2 separate regions of the Ovis aries genome follow, and region 2 is linked to region 1. The links are chromatin contacts, called in public Hi-C maps. All regions are on one chromosome and are shown on one strand. Each heading gives the region's core, a stretch centred on a gene start, on an enhancer-like site or on the middle of the called end of the contact. The rest is flanking DNA. Distances are from core to core; before and after follow the strand shown. Region 1 overlaps ABLIM1 (actin binding LIM protein 1). Region 2 overlaps ABLIM1 (actin binding LIM protein 1).

The links. A called contact is a pair of places that touch in the nucleus more often than the background predicts.
Region 2: a contact with region 1 is called in a Hi-C map of liver, with 8 times the contacts expected there. The contact joins two enhancer-like sites. A contact is called at or near these places in 9 of 16 Hi-C or Micro-C datasets (blood, hypothalamus, liver and 4 more).

What each region holds. Positions count from the first base shown.
Region 1 is chr22:34,484,824-34,491,670 of ARS-UI_Ramb_v3.0, forward strand. It overlaps ABLIM1 (actin binding LIM protein 1), which reads right to left. Exons shown (of 19, transcript XM_060404731.1): 9 at 4,601-4,678; 10 at 3,429-3,584; 11 at 844-879. Among named protein-coding and RNA genes, the nearest start is that of AFAP1L2, 39 kb to the left of the region's middle. Within about 2 kb of position 3,263, at least 6 of the 54 cell types and tissues checked have an H3K27ac peak or open chromatin away from gene starts, as enhancers often do.
Region 2 is chr22:34,550,935-34,558,122 of ARS-UI_Ramb_v3.0, forward strand. It overlaps ABLIM1 (actin binding LIM protein 1), which reads right to left. Exons shown (of 19, transcript XM_060404731.1): 5 at 5,842-5,968; 6 at 4,083-4,176. Among named protein-coding and RNA genes, the nearest start is that of AFAP1L2, 110 kb to the left of the region's middle. Within about 2 kb of position 3,302, at least 6 of the 54 cell types and tissues checked have an H3K27ac peak or open chromatin away from gene starts, as enhancers often do.

The DNA of each region.
Region 1 (6,847 bases), core at 2,013-4,512:
TTAGGCTGCTAGTTTAAAGCTACCCTCCGAGAGAAAAATTACACAGGAACAATAGGAAGTACTTCTAAGGCTTCTGGTAATCATGTAGGTAAGTCAATGTGGATGAGGGCAAAACCAAGAATTTCTGGGACCAGGGCTACAGTGTGAAGGTGGTGTTTCATTTTCTAAATCAAAATCACCAGCTTCCTGAAGAACGTTTAATAAAATGGGTTGGGAGTAAAAATCATTTAGGAGCTGTGTCTTTGGTGTTGGATGCTACAGAAGGGAAGAGCATGTTTGGGTTGACACGGGACCCATAGCTTACTATGGAACAATCACTGACCACTCTATGTGATCCACACACTCAGGAGGTTATTCCCAAGGGAACAGACAGTCTGGTGGACTTGATAAAAGCTACTATATGGTCTGTCTAGCCTGAGAAGGGAGGTAAGGCTATTGATTTTAGACTAAGAGGGCTGGTCTTCCATGAAGATGGCTCTGCTGATAGAAACACCATGGCCACAGTTGGCCATTTCAGATAATCTAGTAGGTTGGGAATCAGATCAATTAATTATGGTTGATGAGAAAGAGCCCAACATAGGGACAGATGGCTCTACTCCCTGCAAACACTTTCCTGCTATTCAGAGGTGCAATGTACAACTGGCTTAATTTCCTTGTGTCCATTTAAAAAGAAATGTGCTTCTGCATCTTACAGTCGTATCTTACACTAAGGATTCCTACATTCACCATAATCTCACGCAGTTTTTCTGTTCATTTAATGTCCTTTTGCAAAAATGTGAGTCTAGGAAAGGTCCAAGTAATTCTGCAATTCCACCCATTTAAATTTTCAAAAATGGCACTTACTTCCGTTGATGGAGTAGGAGAGAGAGTCCTTGGAGACTGGAAGAATAAAAGAGAAAGTCACATGTTAACTCGCTTTAATTAGAGTTGCTTATCAGAATCATCTGGAAACGTTATTCAAACCACACATGCCAGCACCCTTGCCTGTCCTCCATCTTCTGACTCAGAAGATGAGAGTGGGGCTCAGACAGGTACACAGTGACAAAGCCCTTGGGGGGCTGGGGCGCATGTGTCTGCCTGATAACCACAGGTTTTGACAAATATGCTGTAATGCTTCTAGGCAATTAAGTTAGAGAAATTGGAACTATTTCCTCTCTATATTCATGGTTTACCACCATGAGTTACAGTGTCTACTGAGACAGAATTTGGTAAGCACAGTTGCTGACTAAGTTATAACCACAGTAAGTAATCACGTAATATGTTATGGTGACTGCCTCGGTGGCATCTTCCCCAGGAGGCCTTGTCGACCTCATCACCATTCACCTTCTGGCTTCCATCTTTCTAGGATTCCTCGAGGCAGCCAGCAGGCCAAGCACTCTCTCACCTCAGGGCCTTTGCACTTGCTGTGTCCTCTGCCAGCAGTGCTCTCCACTCGGACACCTGCAGGGCTCACTCCCCGTCTTCAGTGAGGCCTCTGCTCAAATGCATTACCACCCAGTACCTTCTGTGATCCTCCCACTTAAAGCAGCAACCCAGCACCCCCCAACCCCCGTGTACTTTCTCCTTACTCTGCTTCATTTTCCGTCAAAGCAATATCACCCTGTAATGTTATGTTCTGTATCTGTCTGTCTATTATATGTCTCCCACTTTCCACTGCAAGCTCCATGAGGGCAAGAAATCCATTCATTTACAACTAAGTGTTCCCAGCGACTGGAGCAGCTCCTGGCACATATTAGGTACCCAATGAATATTTCCTAAATGAATGAATGAAATGTTCACAATTAAAAATGCAAAAAAGCTTTCAAATAGAAATGAAATGCAAATGAAGTGTTCTGAAGAACACGGCCAGTGGCGGATTTCTCAGTTTCAAAATTTGCCCTTCTTTCCCAAGTGTACAAGAAGTTGCTAGCCATCTGTACTCCAGACTTCCTCGAGCCCCATGGTCTGGTCTGATCTGCTTTCTGGAGGCACAGATGGCTACACAGAACTTCAAGCTTACTTCTCCAGTGTTTCTAAAATGGCAGTATATGGATTCTATGGAAGTGCTAATGATTGAAAGGATAACGAAACAGCTTGCAAACTCTTCTAAACTGCAAGCTTCATGGGTTGGAGACGAGTTCATGAACACATCTGATTTCTGATGGGAAGGCATCCACCTAGTCCAGACTCTATGCTCAGAGAAACCAGTAGGCCATCAGTCTAGGTTATTGTTGAGTACTTATTATGTGCCAGAATCTAAATATTTCACTTAATCCTTACAGAAAACCTCTACGGTAGGTGTCCCTATTATCTTGAGTCTACAGATAACGAGATGGAAATATGCAATTTTCCCAAAGTCATATGGAGAGTAAATATCAGAGTCTGGTTCCAAACACAAAAATGTTCACTTCAAAGCTCAAACATCTGGGCCCATAACACCATAAAGCAACTCGCCTCCCTTGCTTGTAAGGCTTGAACATTAGGCAATTCTCATTCACTTCCTATAGGACCAGCTTCTATGCACTCTGTTCAGGAACCTTCCTTTGCCCCTTATCCTCTGTGAAACTCTGCCCCGCAAAGGCAACTGAACCTCCCAAGCCAATCGATCAATCAACCTGCACGTTAAAGGCTGCAGATGCAGTTACAGGAATGTGACCACTAGGTGGCACTACATGAAAACAGACACCACTTCCCACCCTAGGGATCATTTCACCCAGGAGCTATGCTCTGGAAAACAAAACCAGATTAGAAAAATTAAAAAAAATTAAAGATAGATATATATATGTAAATATATACACACCAATGTACGTATATACATAGATTCTGTCATTATCTGCTTTACAGACAAGTTAGGATTATAAAGGGTGTCTCACGGTCAAAGTCACATAACGAATGAGTGGAGTCCCTGGGTTAAGCCCAGGTAACTTGATTCCAGAAGCCCATCTCAATACCACTGTGCTGCACTGCGACCCTATGCATTCTTTTCTTGCCTATACCAATTATCTTACGATGCTGGAAGACACAGTTGTCAAAATTTAGGGGATGTGCTCTCTCTCCTCACGAGCCCCATGAATGTATTTCAGCTCGCCCCAAGGCTCCCCCCTCACCCCAGAGGACCCTTCCCCCCAAAGCCTCTGCTCACAGACTGTCCCCAGTTTCGGCTCCCTTCCCAGCAAGTCAGCTCCTCTTCCCTCCGGCTTGGTCCTGATACTCACTCCTCCTGCTCTGTTGTTGGCTATGGTTGGTCTGCTTGCCACCTCTCCACCCCTCCCACGGGGAGGGGATGGTGCAATAGGCTGCTGACTGCCTGAAGCACCTGCTACAGAAGCCTGCAAACAGTGAGCAATGAGGAGGACTCTCTGACTCATCTTGATCCCAATCAGTAGTTTTTATACAGGTGGCAAAAGAGAAAGAAGTTGTGCCAGTCACAGCCTCCGGGAATTTATTACCTCTCCCAGGCTCTGCTTCTCCTGTTTGTCATCATAGCCCGAAGAGTAGAAAGGCTCATAGGTGATGAGATCTGGACGTTCAATGTCATAAATTGCCTTGACCTTGGGAATGGCTGCTAAATCCTTGTAATCCAGGATTTCATTGTCCACTTTTGCCTGCCAAAGTTAAACAGAAAGAAAAATCATTCTGCCATCTTATGTTTGAGGAACTGTGGTTCGTGCGTCTCACGTCTTATTTAAAGAGTTAAAATCTTAAAAATAAACAAATCCCAAAATACTTTGCTCAGCATGGTCACTGTTTATAAAGCTGCCTGTTTAAGACTCACAGACATGGAGAACAGAATTGTGATTGCCTAGAGGGAGGGAGATTGGGGTGGGAAGAATTAGGAGTTTGAGACTAACAGATGCAAAATTTCTTAAGTAGAATGGATAAACAAGAGTCTTACTGTACGGTATAGGAAACTATATTCAATATCCTGTGAAATAATGGCAGAGAATATGAAAAGTAATATGTGCACATATGTATAACTAAATTATTTTACTATACAGTGGAAATAGATATAATATTGTACATCAACTATATGTTAATAAATTTAAAAAATAAAGTTTCCCGTTTATACCAGATATTCATGTTTTCAAAAAAAAGTCACCAAAAGCTTGGGAAAAAGTCTAAGTAGAATTCATCAAATAGAGAAGAATGCAAACCTTCAGGATTTCCTAAATTATGACAGAGAAGAGAAAGCTCAAACAGATGGTCAAAAAATCCTCCCAGATGGCTAAAAACAAGAACTGCATATTTAATAAACTAAATATTTAAAGACCTTTGTGGAAGAATTTAAGGACACTCAGTACTGGAATTATAAAACATATAATTAATCTCCAAAAATCTATATGCAAGTTAGGTACAATAATTTTTCAAGTCCTGTATCACATTACTGCATTTTATAGCGTTATCTACTCAGTCACTCTATACTGATGGTCACATCCATAGAAACATTCGATCGTCTGGAGGAAAATGGGATTGAGACGGCTGATCTACAAGAATGAAAATTGGATCTCGTAACAGAAATAGAAAGCATTTTGAATTATTCCCTTTCAGACTATCCAGTCCACACTTACCATCTGCTACCTTACCTGGCCTGGAAGTATCTCTTCCAGAAGCGGATACTTACATAGATAGTATGGCCCGGAGATCCAGGGATGCTGGAGCCTGGTCGAGAGTAAATGCTTTCGGAGGAAGTCCTGGTAGGCTGTAAAAGAAAGAGTGACATGTAAGAGTTCAGACTGTGGCTTCCTAATCACGACTGGCTGAAGTCCCTACACTTGCCTAAAGACTTAAGCTGACTAAAAAGAGAAAGACTTGTAACTGTTCTGAATAAGGGAAAACATAACCAAGGAAGAAAGGTCAATGAGAGCGAACTGTGCCGTCAGCCTTGAAAGTGCACTTGGGGGCTTCTTTTTTCTCCTTGTCCCCAACAACACCATCGAGCACATTTCATCTCCACGGCCACCATCCTAGCACCATGCAGTCACCACCCATGCTCGCCTGGACTCCGGCCACGGCCTCACCTCCAAATCCACTAGGCACCACAGAGATCTGTGAAGAATACAGTCTGAACGGTTACTACCCTTCTTCTGGAGTCAGCATCTGCAAAGAACGGAGTCACCGCTCCCAGGGCCTCGGGATCTCGGCCCTGCCTGCCTTTCCTGTGTCTCTCACTGCCCACCGTCACTCACGGGACAGGAACATGTCACTGCCCCAGGACTCTTATCCTTGCTGCTTCCTCGACCTGAGAAGCGTGCCCTTATCCCCCGTTCCACTTGTGCTTTTCTTCCTCCTTCAGTCTTGGCTTAAATATCACCTTCTCAAAGAAGCCTTGCCTGTTCTCTTCCTCCGGAGTCGGTGATCTTGCTGTTTCCTCTCATGGCATTAATCCTGTTTTCTCCTTCATGAATGAAATGAATAATGCCGTACTTGTTGGTTTCACCATCATGTCAATCTCGCTCATTACCTTTAGTTATGACCTCTGCCCTCAGAGGGCTTCTTTTCTTACCACTGTACGTGCCCACCGTTTTGCACAGATACAGAGTAGGCATAAATATTTGTTGGGGGAATCAGAATTTATTATTTGCAAACAACTACTCAGTTTGTGGACACTTGACTCATGTTAATTACATGATTTGAGCTTAACTACATGGAAGGTCACTGAGTTAAGGTCCGTGGTCAGCCACCAGGGAAAGTATAAAGAGGACTTTGTAACACAGACTTAGAGAACCCTGAGAGGGAGGGATGGTGACAGAAAAGGGGGGAAAATGCATGAACTGGGATTAACGGCCCCCCACCCCTGCTTGGTATGTTCTGGAAAGCTCTGCAAAGACACCAAAGGCCTGCTCTTGGAAGGCTTCTCCCTTCCATGCAGCTATTTCTTGGAGAGGATGATTTATAGATCTGTTAGGAATACTGTTTCTGCTGATAGTTCGGTATCCTGATGTGAATATAACTGAGTCCCTACAATCCCCTCTAAAAACGAGGATATTTTATCACTATGGACCTCACATCTGAAACAAGGAAAGCAAGCCTGCCTGGTCACCTTGAGGCAGGCAGTGCTTGGACCTGCTTTGACAGTAAGAATCCACTGGAGGGGTAGGATCAGTCATTCTCACCAGGGTCCCTGACATCTCTGAGACAAAAGGGTGGCAGGGGGTGGAGAAAGTGGGCAGGGCACAGTGGAGGTGAGCCAAGCTCGACCCTTCTGGCCCTCCCTCCTTGTACAAGCACTTTCCTCCTCGAGTGACAATTTTCCAATCACAGGAGTATCTCAAGATGATAGAATCCCCACATCTGAATATGTTACAAAAGAAAGGATTCACATAATAACAGCACTCCCAAAATCCAACTCCTGGATCAATTTGCCAATCAAAACATACAAAGGACACCACCAAAGTGCAGCCTTCCTATAAAAAGAGATGCAACCGCTTCAGAGAGCTGAGCCAGTAACCCTCTCTGTGGGATAACTGGGCTTCCCGGAGGCTCAGTGGTAAAGAAACTGCCTGCAATGCAAGGGACTCAGGTTCAATCCCTGGGTTGGGAAGATCCCCTGGAGAAGAAAACAGCAACCCACTCCAGTATTCTTGCCTGGAGAATTCCATGGACAGAGAAGGCAATTATTCACTACAGGCAGTCCTTCAGCTCCAAGTTGCCAGGATCGAACATTGGCCAAACTCAATACAGTAATGAAGCCTCTTAGGCAACAACATGAGGTTAGCAGTATTGAACATTTCTTCCCCACTTACTCTGTGGCAGGCCCTGTGCTGAGCACTCCCCAGGTATGCTCTCATTTAATCTTCTCAATAACCCCAGGAAGGAGATTCTGCTAACATCTGCTAATATTCTGCTAACATTTATGCCTTTTTCTAAA
Region 2 (7,188 bases), core at 2,052-4,551, 66 kb after region 1:
GATTCTTTACCAGCTGAGCCACCAGGGAAGCCCAAGTGCAAAACAGCCATCGCAAAATCAAACGAAACGAACAAACAAGACCCCACAAATACTGTATGATTCCATTTACATGAGATACTCAGAGTAGTCGAATTCATAGAGACAAAGTGGAACGGTCACTGCCAAGTGCTGTGGGGAGAGGGGGATGGGCAGTTACTGTTTAATAAGCACAGACTTCAGTTTCATAAGACATGAAGGGCTACGGAGCTGGATGCTGGTGACGGTTTCACAGCATCATAAGTCTGTGTAATACACGGACCTGTACTCTGAAGCATGGTTCAGATGTTACATTTTATGTTACGTGGTGTGTGCTCAGGTGTGTCCAACTCTCTGCGACTCCATGGACTTCAGTCCACCAGGCTCCTCTGCATGGGATTCTGCAGGCAAGAATACTGGAGTGGGTTGCCATTTCCTGCTCCTGGTATATTATGTGGATTTCACTATAATTTTAAAAATGGGGAATACCCAAACCAAAACCAGGATTATAGTATTTACAACAAATCAGACCCATCCTGCTGCACCTACGGTGGATCAGAGAATAAAGGTGGAGGGAGGAGCTCAGGGTTTTCTGCTGGGAGCTGGGCCAGGCCGACTCACGAGCTGTCACATGTCAGCGTGCTCACAGCGCAGGACGATTTTCTAGATCACACACCCATCTGACAGGGACAGCACGCCCACTGGGTGGGTCTTGACTCTGCACGGAACCCCGCTGCAAACTGCTCCCAGAAGCCCCACCTCTGTGGGTCTGTGTGGAAAGGGTGCAAGGTCTCACCCCCACCATTGGCCCTCATGGAGGCCTGAAGCCAACGTGGTAAGGGGCCCTTACAGCCCCTACCAGCATCAAAGTACTCGGCCTCCAGGGAAAAAGCAGAGCGAGCAGATGTGTCTTCAACACGGCACATTCTTGGATCCAGTTTTCTTTTAGAGATTCCTTCCCACAGCAGTTGGACTAAATCTGAAGGTAATCAACACCCCACCCTCCTCAGTCCTTTTGTCTCCCCAACTCTTTTTTTGGGGGGGCCCACAGTCCCACATGTGGCCTGAGGAGAGAGCTGCCTCCATCCATGCTGTCTACAAATGTGGGGGCTCCAAGCTGGGGGCGGCATTCACTGTCTTCCTGTCCCTTTAGCTATAGCCAAACATCTGGGAAATAGTTCTAGTGTTTTATTTATTTGTTACTGAATTAGGATCCACATACAATATTATATTTGTTTCAGGAGTACAGCAGAGTGATTTGGTTTTTTCATGCATGGATTACTCCAGTAAGTCTAAACCCCATCCTCCTGCTGTTTTAAAATGAAATTTCCTAACTGCTCCCACCTCAACAGGTTTATCTCAGTCCCATGTAGCAGATCAAACTTGGGAAGCTCAAAGGAAATGCTGTTGAGTCTCTCGCAGGGCTCCTTGCTCTGTGGAGGGACGAGGGGCAGATTGAGAGGACAGACAAGGACCACTGCACTTGTCGGGGGATGAGATGGCTGGATTTCAAGCGACACTCTGGACGCGTCACATCCATCTTCTCCAATAGCTTTCCTAAGGATGTGCATGACCTTGGGCCCCAAACCCAGCCTTGAAGTATCCTTGGACTCGCAATAAAAGCCTTATTGGAAGGGCCATGAGAAATCCCCCTTACCCCAACTGTGTGTGGGTGGTGGGGGTCCACTTCTCAGGTGTCACTCCAGCCAGCGGCACCACTGTTTGCTGTCCAAAGCTCTCCTCTACCTGCCCTCCCTGTCTGCCCCCCGACTCCATTTACATCCATTATTGAGGTGAAATTCACATAACATCAGATACACCATTTTAAAGGGAACAACTCCATGACATCTAGGATATTCACAAGGTTTTGCAACCACTTCCTCTACCTCTGAAGCAGATTCATCACCCTAAGTGGGAACCAATAATCAGTTACTCCCCACTCTCTCCCTGCCCTCAAGTCCAGGTAACTGCTTTCTCTATGGATCCATCTAGTCCATATATTTCATGTAAATAGAATCACATAGTATGCAGTCTTCTGTGACCGCTTCTACCACTTGGCATAATGTTTTCAAGGTACATGCATGCTGTAGCACATGTCAGAATTCCTTCCTAAGGCTGAGGGACAGGCTACTGTCTCTAAATACTACGCTGTGTTTATCCATCCATCCATGTACTCGTGGGTTGCTTTCCCTTCTGCCTGGTGTGAGCAGAGCTGCTGTGAACAGGGGGGCACACTCATTTGAGGACTCCCTCCCATTCTTCACACTGCAGTCTGATCCTATCACGTGATGTTCCAGCTACAATCACTTCAATACTTCCCACCATCCTCAAGGTAAAGCCAAACTCCTGACTGATTTCTGAGGTCCTCACACTCAGGCCCCTCCCTTCCTCCAGCATCCTCTCTCTCACCCACAGTCCTGCCCAAATGACTTGGTTTCTTGGGTATGCTGTACTTGTCCTTGCTGCTGAGCCTCTGCCACTGCAGTTTGCTCTTCCCGAAACACTGTTCCTCTGGGTCAGGAAGTGCACTGACGACCTGCATCTCAAATCTAATTAGCTGGACTAGGTCCAGCACAGAGCCAGCACTGCCCCCTGTCCTGTATTTCATGGACAGGAAGGCATCACGGGGCTTGCTGTGGGATTAGGAAGACTACACCCACAGAAGATGCCCAGGGACACCTCAGGGGCCACTCAGATTCATGTCCTGGGTCCCTGGACCACACCCTGCTGGGAAATTTGAATGTGGTGATGTGGATATAGTGACCTGGTGTCTACAGAAGCAATGTGACAAGTTGCCCGGTCATGTTCCCAGGACCCTATTGGGCGTCCTGACCCACCTCTGCTCAGCACACATCCTCACCCTGAGACTTGGGGTGGGTGTGAGGCAACATTGTCTGTGTGTGTGTGTGTGCACTCAGCGGTGTCCAGCTCTTTGTGACCCTGTGGACTGTAGCCCTCCAGGCTCCTCTGTCCATAGAATTCTCTAGGTAAGAATACTGGAGTGGGTTGCCATTTCCTCCTGCAGGGGATCTTCCTGACCCAGGGGTCGAACCCAGGTCTCTTGTATCTCCTGCACTAGCAGGCGGATTCTTTACCACTGACCCACCTGGGAAGCTACCTGGGAAGCCCTTACTTTTCCCATCAGAGTGGGTTAATATCTCGCAGGCTTGTGGGCAGGCGGGAGTGACTCTCTGACCTCTGGCCCCAAGTCTACTGATGGCGCCAGCTCAGGAGCTCAGTTCCGCCCAGAGGCAGAAGCTGGTGGGGCAACTGCTGAGAAAGCAGGAACCAAGCTTCCCAGTGCGAGGCAGTCACACCTGAACTTGACAGGCTTCTGTCAGCCTGGGCCACAGGACGTTCTGGGTCAAACAGGATGTGGTTTTCTAAGGGTGAGGAAGCCTACACCCTCACCTCTAACGACTTTCTTCTCTTAACTACCGTTCAGAGCCTCTGTTCGCTGAGTCTGTACGCTCCCATGTGTACACACGTGAGCACACAGATATGTGCACACACAGATTGCGGGCCCATATTGTAGCTCAGTTGGTAAAGAATCTCCTGCAGTGCAGGAAACCCGGGTTCGAGCCCTGGGTTGGGAAGATCCCTGGAGAAGGAAATGGCAACCCACTCCAGTATCCTTGCCTGGAAAATCTCACGGACAGAGGAGCCTGGTGGGCTGCAGTCCATGGCGTTGCAAAGAGTCGGGCACGACTGAGCAACTAACACTTACTCACTCACTTATACACACATTTGTACACACAGACACACGTGGCTCGAACACAGTCTTCATTTCCTCTTTTCTAACTTCTAAACAAAAGAACAGTTTAATATAACCGTTCCTCCTACATAATTCCTCTAGACTCTTCTTCATTCTTTTTTGCCCTCATGTCCTCTATCCTTCCGGTGTCCAGCATGAAGTAGACACTGCCTGAGAAGACAGTGTTACACAGCCATTCTCTACTTTCTTTCCTCTGCACGTGAGAAAAAGATGGAAAAAGAGACCCTTGTGTGTTTCCAAGAGCCTTGAGGACCATGACGGTGGTTCTGAGGGGCGCCCGTGTGTCACTTACCTCCAGGACTTTCCCTGTGATGAACTGGTGGCAGGCTTCACATTTTACCCCGAAGAGCCCCTGGTAGTCCTTTTCACAATATGGAGCACCATCCCTGCAGGACAAAGACAGCTCAGCTTCCGAGGGCAGGAAAGACGCCCAGACCCCATCTCTCTCCGCCCAGTTGCACAGAAGCCGAGCAGAAGTTATTTCTCGCTCAACTACCATTCACATGCCTGGAGGAGCCCTGGTGGGGGAGGGTCAAAACCCACAAGAGCAAACTCTCCAGCGAGAGTGCTGAGGTCCTCCAGGCCACACAGGAGTAACAGCCAAACGGCTGTCGCTGCGCATTCCTTGACTGCCTCAGACCTCGCTAGCAAAAACCAAGGCGTCCCTCTCTTGCAGCACCAGGCCTGGCAGGCTTCAGCTGTAGTCCCATGCTCCTCTTCCTTGTCTCCTCCCCGACACCTCCTTGATTCACACACCAGAGCCTCCTAAGAGCGCAGAGACGCCTTCTCCTTGGCCCTGAGGGAGCCTGGGGGCCCAGGGCCTCTCAACCATCCTCCTGAAACTGCCTTCATTTACCTGTTGCATGCGTGTTAAGTTGCTTCAGTGGTGTCCAACTCTTTGCGACCCTATGGACTGAGGCCCACCAGGCTCCTCTGTCCATGGGATTCTCCAGGCAAGAATACTGGAGTGGGTTGCCATGCCCTTCTCCAGGGGATCATCCCCACCCAGGGATCGAACCTGCATCTCTTATGTCTCCTGCATTCGCAGGCGGGTTCTTTACCACTAGCACTACCTGGGAAGCCCCTCATTTACCTCATGACACAGTTAAAATATCATGTTCTAGGTGTGCCATTGCATGGGAGAGTTAAAACGTCTCCAGACAGCCCAGTTACCTAGCTCTGCACAGGCGTCAGTGTTAAAGGCGGAGCAGTTCTCTTTGGCTGTGCCTCAGAATCACCTGTGTAGTTTCTGCATCCCGAATACCAGGGTTTGCTTTACCCCAGATCTGGAGAATTAGATTTCTAGGGGGTGGGGCCCAAGCTACTTATTTAGTCTCACTGTGTATATTCATACATTAAATTCATTAAAAAATTTTTTAATAGATGCTGGTTGGAGAACATTTTTTAAAGTGGATAGGGGAAAATTTTCCCTTACTGCCTCTAGGCCCTCCCCCCACCCCATGCTCATTCTTTCCTCAATTTAAAAGGTAACCACTGTAACTAGCTATTCAAGGTCACATTAAACAAAACCCTCAAAACGTCACCTGCTCTAGCTCTTCTCTACACCAGCCTCTGACTCTAAGGAACCTACTCCAGAGTGGTCCTAATGGGCTTTGTGCCTGGACGCTGAGTTTCTTTTTGGGGGGATGGGGGCAGGGGAGGGCCAGCAGACATGGCTGAGACCTGGAAGGAGGATAAAGGTTTACCATCAGTAGTTTCAATGGGGAAATGACGGGGGTGAGGGGGGATTAGCGAAAGTAAAATTACTAAATGCTTAATTGGTTGCAACATATAGCCTACCATTACGTCAGCTTCGTTGTTACATTAGGCAATGATGAACATTTCATTAAATTTATAGCAGGCAACAACAGAAGAATAAAATTCCTTTCCAAAGTTTCATAGCAAAAAGTTCATACGGATTGTGGAATGTGAAGGTCTTTCATTATGTCTGATGGGCTGGGCTGGGCTAGGGTGTATTCGGCGAGCGCAGGGCAGCCCATGATGCCCCAACCCTGCTGAAGGATCCATCCGCGCCTGCGCCCCAGGCTTACTTGCTGATGTACTCGCCGGTGAGGACTTTGCCGCAGGACTTGCACTTAAAGCAACCCAAGTGCCACTGCGTTTCCAGCGCCAGCAGGGCCTGTCCATTCTTGATGTCTCGTCCGCAGCCAGCGCAATCTGGAAAAGAACAGCCGCCGGCCCTTACTCCACGTTTGTTAAATCCATAGTTTTGCTAATCCAAGCAGGTGGACCCCCTTTGATCCCCAGCATGCACCCACCACATACTCAGTAACTATTTACTTAAGCGCCATTTCATTCCGCGTTCTGGCCCAGAGGGCTCGCAGACCCCCCCATCCTCCCTTAGAGTGGGAACATCGTGAGATCCAAGGGCCTGGATGTCCTTCATCTGTTTATTTCCTTGGGGTGATTTAAACAGCCTCTGAGCTCCAGCTGGCCCAGAGAATATTTAATTATAGCGTCTTGGCTGTGATTTTAAGAAGGCGCTCCTCAGCCTTTTAATTGAGGGCACCTGTGAGTAGCCAAGTACCAGCTCCCTCTCCCCCTCCCATGCTGGCTGCCTCCCTTAATACTATATATGCGACTTCTGGAGCAATGCCCATAAGTCTCGTTTTTGTAAACAGGACTCTACTGCCTTATCACCCTAAACCAGACTTTCCAAAATTTGTGATCATCAATTCAGTGGCTCTTAATTCCTCAGCTTTAAATTCTCCGTGGCAGGATCCTATGAAGAAGATAAAGAAGAAGGTATTTCTTCACAGTAAAGAATGTAGGCGCTGGAATGGGACACCCTGGTTCTGAACCCCAGCTCGCTGTTGGCTAACCACGTGACCCAGCCTAGTTCCCCCCTTTTCTAAGCCTTGGGATCCTCATATGAAAGCCAGGATGTTATTAGTGCCTGTCTCAAGTTCTCTGATGAGGATTCAATGGAATAAAGGACTCAGGTCTCTATGAAAGTTTGCTACTATTACAGTTGCTGTTATTCTGATTATTAGATACATCATTATTAGGGAAGCTGAGTATTTAAAAGAACCCAGAAGAACGTATAGGCATACACCATTTGATTGTGCTTCGAAGATAATACTTTTTTTTTTTTTTTTAAACAAATTCAAGATTTGTGGCAATGCTACCTGGATCAAGTCTATTGCCATCATCTTTTCAAAAACCTTTGCTATCTTCATGTCTCTGTGTCACATTTTGGTATTCTTCCAATTTTTCAAACTTTTTCATTATTATTATATCTGTTATGGTGATCTGTGATCAGCCATATTTGATGTTACTACTATGACTCACTGAAGGCTCAGATGGTAGCATTTTTTCAGCAATATTTTCTAATTTAGGTACGTACATTGCTGTTTTAGACATAATGCTATTGCACA